Linked DNA regions of Rattus norvegicus: region 2 is linked to region 1. A link is a contact called in public Hi-C data. All regions are on one chromosome and are shown on one strand. Each heading gives the region's core, a stretch centred on a gene start, on an enhancer-like site or on the middle of the called end of the contact. The rest is flanking DNA. Distances are from core to core; before and after follow the strand shown. Region 1 holds the start of Lgals8 (galectin 8). Region 2 overlaps Actn2 (actinin alpha 2).

The links. Hi-C and Micro-C count contacts between places; a contact is called where the count stands out from the background.
Region 2: a Hi-C map of liver shows a contact between it and region 1, with 2.5 times the contacts expected there. The contact joins the enhancer-like site here to the promoter of Lgals8 in region 1. A contact is called at or near these places in 2 of 12 Hi-C or Micro-C datasets (both in liver).

What each region holds. Positions count from the first base shown.
Region 1 is chr17:62,716,944-62,721,277 of GRCr8, forward strand. Lgals8 (galectin 8) reads left to right here and starts at 2,910. Exons shown (of 10, transcript NM_053862.2): 1 at 2,910-2,948.
Region 2 is chr17:62,887,074-62,891,649 of GRCr8, forward strand. Actn2 (actinin alpha 2) reads left to right here. Exons shown (of 21, transcript NM_001170325.1): 13 at 3,052-3,160; 14 at 4,515-4,576. Among named protein-coding and RNA genes, the nearest start is that of Trnas-aga47, 6.1 kb to the left of the region's middle. Within about 2 kb of position 1,993, at least 12 of the 93 cell types and tissues checked have an H3K27ac peak or open chromatin away from gene starts, as enhancers often do. A contact at or near this core is called in liver, where this site is marked.

The DNA of each region.
Region 1 (4,334 bases), core at 1,660-4,159:
CAATACTAGCGGGACAGCACACAATGGCTCTCCTAGCTGGTATGAGCAGACTTTAATCTTCATTAAGTGTCCATGGATGTCGGGTTACAACCTGCCACTGAGTTTTACAAACATTTTAACAGATTATAAATGGCATTTTAAACTAATTTTTTTGTGTTTTGCCTACATGTAGGTCTACGCACCATATGTGTACATAAATAGTAATTTTTGTTTGGTTTGGTTTGGTTTTGGTTTTTTTGAGACAGGGTTTCTCCGTGTAGCCTTGGCTGTCCTGGAACTTGCTCTGTAGACCAGGCTGTCCTGGAACTCAAGAGATCCACCTCCCTCTGTCTTCTGAGTACTGGGATTAAAGGCTCCCACTGCCCAGTCTATGAATAGCCTTTTTAAAAAAAAAACAAACAGATCAATCCAAGAATGAGTTTTGTGACAATTTGTTTCTTCATTGAAACATATGAAGTCAGGGCAGAAACACTTCTTATTGTGTCTCATGGTTACAAAGTCTAAATGTCATGGTTACAAAGTCTGTTGTATTGTCTTTTTAAAAATAAGGCAGAAAACATGTGATCTTAGTACTTAGGAGAATGAAGCAAAAGAACTGAATAGTTCAAAGCTAGTCTACATAGGACCACAGTATCTCAAAAATATCTATTCCTGGAAAATGAAAATCTTAAAAAAAAAAAAAAGGTTCGTGTGTATGATGTATGTGTATACATGAGTAGAGGAGGCTGTCGAGACCAGAAGTTGTTATCCTCTGAACCTAGAGTTACGAATGGTTGTGAACTGCAGTTGTAGGTTCTGGGAACCTGCTTGGGTCTTCTGCAAATGCCATGTGCAAGTGTAGGATTCTCTCCAGCCCCAGTGAAAACCATTCTTTACTCTTCCACTTGCTTGCTTCTCAATTCTTCCCAGCTAAATGTTTCTCCAGGTTATGGCTCCTCCAGCTCTCATTTCTACACTGCTTTAAAGTCAGTTCCCAGTGACCTCTGCTGCAACACTCATCAATCCTGTTTGTGTTCTATGACGCCTTGAGCATTCAGCAACCTGAATGTTCTCTGTTTTGGGTACCTGTAGCCATTCCCAGCATGTCTCTAAATTTGATATCTCTCTCTCTCTCCCCCTTTCTCTCTCTCTCTCTCTCTCTCTCTCTCTCTCTCTCTCTCCCTCTCTCTCCCTCTCCCTCTCTCTCCCTCTCTCTTCTTTCTTCCTTTCTCTTTCTTTCTTTTCTTCCTGGCCAAGTCTGTTTTCCCATTCTATCTGTGCTCCTAAGGGACCTCCCATCAGACCCAGCATGTTGATCTTTATTTTCAGAGCACACTGTTGCTTTCAGGAGCCCCAGGACTTTGTACTAGCTATTCCCACAACTTGGAATGCATCCAGCACCGAGGGGAATTTATCTTATTTTAACTTTGTAAAGAAGCAGGTCAACTCAGGCCAAACTGAAGATATTCAACTGTTCTTCACTTTCAAGTAATGTAGCATTCAACCCAATCCTTAGGAACCTTTCTTTAGAGGCATTACATTAGGTGTTGGGAATGTGTAAGGCAAATTCCCTATTGACCAAACCAGCTCAGCCAGTCAACAGGTTCTCTGGGTAGGGCATGAGGATTAAAAGAAAAAAGACAACTAGACAGCACTGTAGCACGACCCTAGCCAGTTCTGAGGCTTAGGCTGGTTTATTTCTTTTCCAGTCTGCTTTCACACCACTTTTAGTACATGCTAAATAATAAGATCAGTTCTGGGCCAAGGAACAAACAAGGTAATAAGCAAAGTCCTGTGATCACTGTTTCTAGGGGTTTACCAGGATGACCGAGATATCTGAGCCTACTTCTCTGTCCTAGCCCAAAGTCAAGTTCTTGCCTGAAGCCTACTTCTTTGTTTTAGCCCCAAATCAGATTCCTACCTGAGCTTACTTCCACATCCCAGCCCAAGGTCAAATTCCTGTCAAGTTTCTAGAAGTGGCCTCCAAAACTCTCCACACCCTATCTCAACTTACAAACCCCAGAAAGTGTAGTGAGAAGCCCACCACATCTAATAATAACAACAGAGCTAAAGCAACGTATATCAAGGGTTAACTCCAGCTATTTGGGTAGACTCTTGGAGTGAATCAAATTTAGAATGGACAAAAGGAGAAAAAGTAACAACGAATCAAACATGAAGTTGCTGCTAAGAAGCTTGTAAAAAAAAAAATCCAAGTTCAAAATAAATAAAACACAAACCAGCCAAAAGACCAAATGGCTATGTCAAACATGTCCTTTAAAAACAAACATGGGCAGTATCCAGAGAAGAGCATAACCTTGAGGCCGTTAGTACATCTAAACTAAGCAGCTTGGCCAGCCGTTCTCAGTGCCGTACAGCCTTACTTGTATTTGTTTGAACAATAACGGGGCAAACGGTCAGTCGTGCAGGCCTCTGACTATGCAGCTAAGTGCTTACTGACCATCTATCTATCTACTTTGCTCAGAACAGAGCACCGCAGTATCTAAACTGTTTCCTAAGGAAGCATTCGCCACGATTACTCTTTAAATGTTTTTTTAACACCACCCTTGAGATGGTGTGTCTGACCCAGAGTAACCGAGAATGCCTTAAATTCTCTAGTATGACATTGAATTTATAATACTCCTGCCTCCACATCGCAAGGGCTGGGTGCACCCCGACCGATTTGTGCAGAGCTGGGGGATGGAAATCAACCTGGGTGCTTCCAGCACGTGAGGTGAGCCATACCCCAAGCCTAGACACCCACTCCCGCAGCCAGCCAGTAGTTTGCGTGGGTGACAGGAAGAGCCTAACAGCCCCAACTCCCAGCGTTCGGACGCCCCGCCCCTGCAGTCGTTCGCACGGAAACGGCTGCAGGCTGACCCCGCCCTCGGCCTGTAGCCGCTCCGGGAACCCGGACGGCGTCCGACAGAGGACACACGTCGGAGCGCAGCACCTACTACCACCTGGCTGGGGTGAGTCCTGGCGACTGCGGGCTCAGGGGCATCGGGATATCACTGTTCCCGGATTGGAATCCGAAGGGAGGTTCGAGTGTGGACACGGCGTCCCGCCGTCCCCTTCGTGACACGCGCACGGGCCACCAGACACCGGGAGCGGTCGTGGGTTGAGGCTTGTAATCGGACCGTATTGTTGGGACAACGCTACCTGCCACGGGTGAGGGCTCTTCGCCGGGCGGCTCCCCTGCCGTGGAAAGGCGAGCATCACCTGGATCCCCAAGAATGACAGGCCCGGGGACAGGTGATTGACAGCTCTGTCACACTGCGCGATTCTAGACACGCACTTTAGGCTGCTGAGTCATTCGATGCCAACGTTAAACACGGGGAAACGCAATTTCTCTGGGTTGGGGATCGTCCTAAAACCTAAGTCATAGCTTGTTGTGGCTGTGACGGTGAGACATGCCTGGAGACTTCGGAGACTAGTTATTTAATGCCAGCCTAGGTCATCTTGATCTCTCTCTAGGCAAGCTATCAATTATGGATGTGGTAATGGCAATTCTTGTCTCCTTTTTGCTCGTGTTCGTGCTTCCTGAATTGCACAGAACAGAATGAAAGGTTCAAAGGATTTGACTAAAATGAGTTAATGACAGATGCTAGGTAGGGGCCTAGGGTGGTCTTTAGGGGTGTAACCAAGAGAGATGTAATTTTCTGTTCTCCGGTATAAAAGCGATTCAGCGAGTGCCTATTGTTAACAGCCTGAAGGAATTGTAGGAAGTAAACCACAGGAAACTCTAGTTTCATTTTCTGGCCTGGTTCTGGTTTGAGCCATCAAGCCTAGAGGTAGTAAGGACACTGCGAAAGTGCAAAGCATGCACTCTTTTAAAAACCAGGCGGATGCAGAACAGTGCTTCTAGTATTCAGAGGAGTAACTATGCCGCCCCCACCCCACCCTCAACTTATTTAATTTGGCTGGCTGAAGAAAACCAACGTCTTCTGTTAGTAACAGCTGACACATACTGAGCTATTTTCTACTATGTAAACTAGTTTAATCCTCAGGACAGCCCCACCGTGTGATTCCTACTCAAATAGGAAAAGTTAAATGACTGTTGTCAAAGCACTGCTCGAGTGATATTTGCCATTGTTTTAGTTTAGGGGTCTGTGTCTTGTGTGTTAGGGACTGAACCCAGGACCTTGAGCTTGTTAGACAAGTTCTCTACCACTGAGCCACACCTCCAAACCCTTTCCCCACCTTTTGTTAGGTGTTGAGGATTGAACCCAGGGTTTCAGGCATACTGAGCTCAAGCAAATGGCCACTGACCTTCTAGTTTGTATTTTATTTGTATTTACTGCTTTTGACTTGTTGGTTTTGCGGTGCTGGCATAGAACCTGGGGCCTCATCACACT
Region 2 (4,576 bases), core at 743-3,242, 170 kb after region 1:
TCCTGAAATAACAGGCCATCATGAAAGAGAGTCAGAGCAGAAACTAAGCAGGGGAGAAACCTGGATCCAGGAACTGAAGCAGAGGCCATGGAGGAGTGCTGCCTACTGTTCTGCTCCTCCTGGCTTGCTCAGTTTGCTTCTTTTCTTCTTCTTTTTTTTAAGGATGATCTTTTCTTTTATGTGTGAGTGTTTTGTGTGAGTGTTGTGTGTGTATGTGTGTATGTATGTGTGTGTATGTATGTATGTATGTATGTATGTATGTATGTATGTATATATGTATGTATACTACTTACATGCTTGGTAACTATGGAGAGTAGAAGATGGAGTTAGGAATGGTTGTAAACCACCATGTGGGTGCTGGGATTTGAGCTTAGGTCCTTTGTAAAAGTGACAAGTGCTCTTAATGGCTAAGCCATCTCTTCAGCCCTCAGTTTTGTTTTGTTTTTGTTTTATGTATCCCAGAATCACCACCTACAATGGACTGTGCTCTCCCATATCAATTATTAATCAAGAAATGTTGGGCAGTAGTGGTACACACCTTTAATCCCCTCACTCTAGAGGCAGAGGCAGGTGAGTCTCTGAGCTCGAGGCTAGCTTGATGTACAGAGTGAGTTCCAGGACAGCCCTCCAGGCTTGCCCACAGGCCAGCCTTATGGAGCCGTTGATTGAAATGAGGTTGTTCTCTCCTCTTAGTTGTCTCTAGGTTGTGTCAAGCTGACATAAGACTAGGCAGTGTCTTTGTTAGGCTTTCATTGCTGGGAAGAGACACCGTGACCAAGGCAACTCGTGTAAGGGTAAACATTTAATTGGGGCTTCCAGTTTCAAAGGTTTAGTGCATTTATCGTCATGGCAGAAAGCAAGGCAGAGGGCAGGTAGACTTGGTGCTGGAGGAGCCAAGGGTTCTACATCTTCATTTGCAGGTAGCAGAAGGGGATTGTCTCCTGCAGGCATCCCAGAGGAGGCTCTGTCCCACACTGGGCATAGCCTGAACACTAGGAGACCTCAGAGTCCACCTACACAGTGACTGACACACTTCCTCCAACGAGGCCACCCACACCTAGTCCAACAAGGCCACCCTCCCTAATAGTGCCACTTCTCATGGGCCAAGTATATTAAAACCACCACAGCCAACATACCCAGAGTAGAGCCCGAGTTGAGTCTGACCCCCTGAGGCCCACCCTTTGTGACTTACTTATGCCACAGTGCTCCACTTTCTTCAAATTCATGCAACTAGCCAGGGACCAAGCATTCACACACCAGGCCACAAGGGACATATCAGATGGAAACATCCAGAAATTTCTGGAAAAGACTTATCTCTTTAATGTTTCCACGTTAAAGATCTACTCTCTTGCCATTTTAAAATCAGCATAGTATAGCATCTCAGGGCAGGTACTGGGTTTGGTTTTCAGTTTGTACTCCAAGTATAAAGATCTAAATCAACTTTGGTTACATGAAAAGCCCATGTTTGTAGATAGCTGGTGGTTGCTCTTAAGGACAGGACAAGCTCTAACGAGGTGACAGGGAGCTTCTGCCCCTTTCAGAATGTTCTGGAAGAACAGCCAGATAACAATCAGATACATTTTCTCTGCTCAGCAAAAGAAACAGTAAAGTCAGCAAACGCAGGCGAGTATATGAAAAAGGAAATGGCAGAGGGGCCATGCACCCACACATTTATAAATTAATAAATTAATAAAACCGAAGTCTCAAGGACATGATTTTCAGGGGAGCAGGGCACTTCTGGAAAGTTCTCTCCTCTCAGGCTGTTTTCAAAGAAGCCTCCTGCAAATGTCTTCTGATCGCCACAGTTCCTGCTCTCCTCTTAGCCTGGTAGGGTAGCCACTTTTAAGGAGGACCCAGGCATTTACCCCTGAGATGAGGTTAAGTTTTAACCAAACTTTCTGTTTGTTTTGTTCTTTCTACCACACTAGAGGCATCCAATAGTCCAAAGAGTCATTGTCCCTAAATGGAAGAGCTCCAGCCTGCCCAGTTTTAGAAGTCTTTCTGTGCTGGCTAATGTCACAGCTCCCTCCTGGACTAGTCACTCAGTAGGCAGCAAGCTGCATGTCCTTCTAGAGAAGCCAAGGACACAGAACCCTGCCAAGTGGACACCCCCTTCCCTATGACTCATTTTAGTGTTCCAGCCACCTGGGTCAGATAGTTGGCTCTCCTTGTTGTTTCCATTTAAAAATCATGCTCTCAGGAGGCCTCAGAGGACACAGGAAGAGAAAGCTAGCCAGGGGCATTAAGAAGACAGTGCTGTTTTGAAAACCTTTAACTAACAGGATTTGTATTAACGCTTATAATTTATTCTGAGTGATAATATTTCCAGTGGGGACAATTCAAGAAACCCTGAAATGCCCTACCAGTTTTCTATTACCTTTGTATTTTGTGTATGTGTATGTGGGGGATTAGGGGTCGGGAATTCCTGAGGTGATGCAGAGGCCAGAGGTCAGAGGTCAGAAGTCGCCCTCAGATGTTTTCAGCAGGTCACCCTCCACATATTTTTTTTAAATATATAATTTTCTGATGGGCAAGAGCTTGCATGACTCAGCTATGCTGGCTGCCTAGTGAGCCCCAGGGACCTCCTTGTCTGGGTCAGGAGTAATTACATTAGCACATCTGTGGAGGTCAGAAGACAATATTAGGGATCGAATTCATGCCGTCAAATTGGTGGCAGGTTCCCTCAGTGGTTGAGCCATCTCACTAGCCTCCCTCCTGGTTTTCTATCAGGTCTTTAAAAGAGAAAGGCATGGGGCAAGTACTGGATAATGGGAGATGGCCGCCAGTTGAGGACATACATTCAATCACCCAGAACCCATGTTGAAAACCCCAACACAGATCCAGGGGAGATGACTCAGAGGCTAAGAGTGCTTCATGACCTACCCTGCTGAGGACACAGGTTCAGTTCCCAGAATCCACATCAGGCAGCTCACAACTGCCTATAACCCCAGCTCCAGGTGATCCATCGTCCTCTTCTGACCTCTACAAGTGCCCGCGCGCACACACACACACCATCTGGAAGAATTAACCTTTATTTCTTGCTTTCCATAGTGAACTGGACTACCACGATGCTGTGAACGTCAATGATCGTTGCCAGAAAATTTGCGACCAGTGGGATAGATTGGGGACGCTCACCCAGAAGAGGAGGGAGGCCTTGGAGGTAAAAACCTTGAAGCTCTTCTTGCCTTGAAAAGTCCTATGAGAGGCTCCATAATTAAATCAGTGACGTTAATTGTGTTTCTCCATGACCTCATGTGGAGACAGCCAAACATTATCCAGGAAATAGAAGAATGTGGAAAGTGGGAGCCACGGGGCCAAGGGAGGCTGGTACCTCTGCACTGTAACAAGTTAGAAGCAAACACACTTTTCAATTTTAAAATGATTGACATCTGAGCCCTGTTTGTTCAGTAGCAATCACGGTAAATTTCCCAAAAGCCCTTTTGAAAAAATTTTGACCACTTTCGTCTTTTATGTATGTGAGCATTTTGCCTGCGTGCGTGCGTGCCTGTGTACCACTCCTGTGCCTGGCACCTTTGCAGAACAGGGGAAGGCATCCTATCTCCTGGACCTGGAGTTACAGATGGTTGTGAGCCATCGAGCGTGTGCTGGGAATTCAGCTCAGGTCCTCTGGAAGAACAGTCTTGAACTCTTAACCACCAAGCCATACCTCTATACCCCTACTAAAGTTCTTCGGGGCCAAAAGCTGACTCAGGGTATCAGGCCCAACTTGAGGTGGGTACCTGGGGAATGGTAACAGATGTGGAAGAAAAAAAAATGCTAGGTTGGTAAAGTGCTTGTCTTGTACACACAGGGCCTAGGTTCACTTCCTAGAACCCCATAAAACTGCTGTGGTCATCAGTGACTAATCGAAACTCAGGAGGTAGAAGCAGAAGGATCAGAAGTTCAAGGCCATCCTTAGCTGTGTAGAAAGTTCAAGGCAAAGCTGAGCACTGTGGCACACTCTTTTTAATCCTAGCGTGTGGGAGGCAGAGGCTGGCAGATCTCGTCTGAGGCAGCCTGGTCTACATGGTGAGTTCCAGGATAGCCAAGACTATGTGAGACCTTCTCTCAAAAAAAAAGAAAAAGAAAGAGAAAGAAAAAAGAAAAGGAAAAGTTTAGACAAACCTGGGACTTTGTCTCAATAAATAAAAATAAGTGCTTTAGCAGGAGGAAGTTGTATATCTGTGTGAATTTTCAAGGGGAGTTCTTCAGGTACTTTAAATGTGAGGTTGCTCTGAGTGGCATTAAATTTTTCTTTAATTCAAAGGGCTCCCAAGGGACTACGCTCAGAGGTCAGACACTTTCATAACTGAGGCTTGGGCTCCATCCCCAGCACCAAAACTAAGCAAACACAGAGTCTCTCGGAGACCTGTGGGTCTTACCATCATTCCAGCAGTGACCAGGATAAATAATACTTTATTGATCCAGAGACATATTCCATGTGTTTGCACATCTTGGGATTTTTAGAAAGTGTATTTAATCTGAGATAACACTTGCTTCTCTTCAATCTTCAGAGAACCGAGAAGTTGCTAGAAACAATTGACCAGCTGCACCTGGAGTTTGCCAAGAGAGCTGC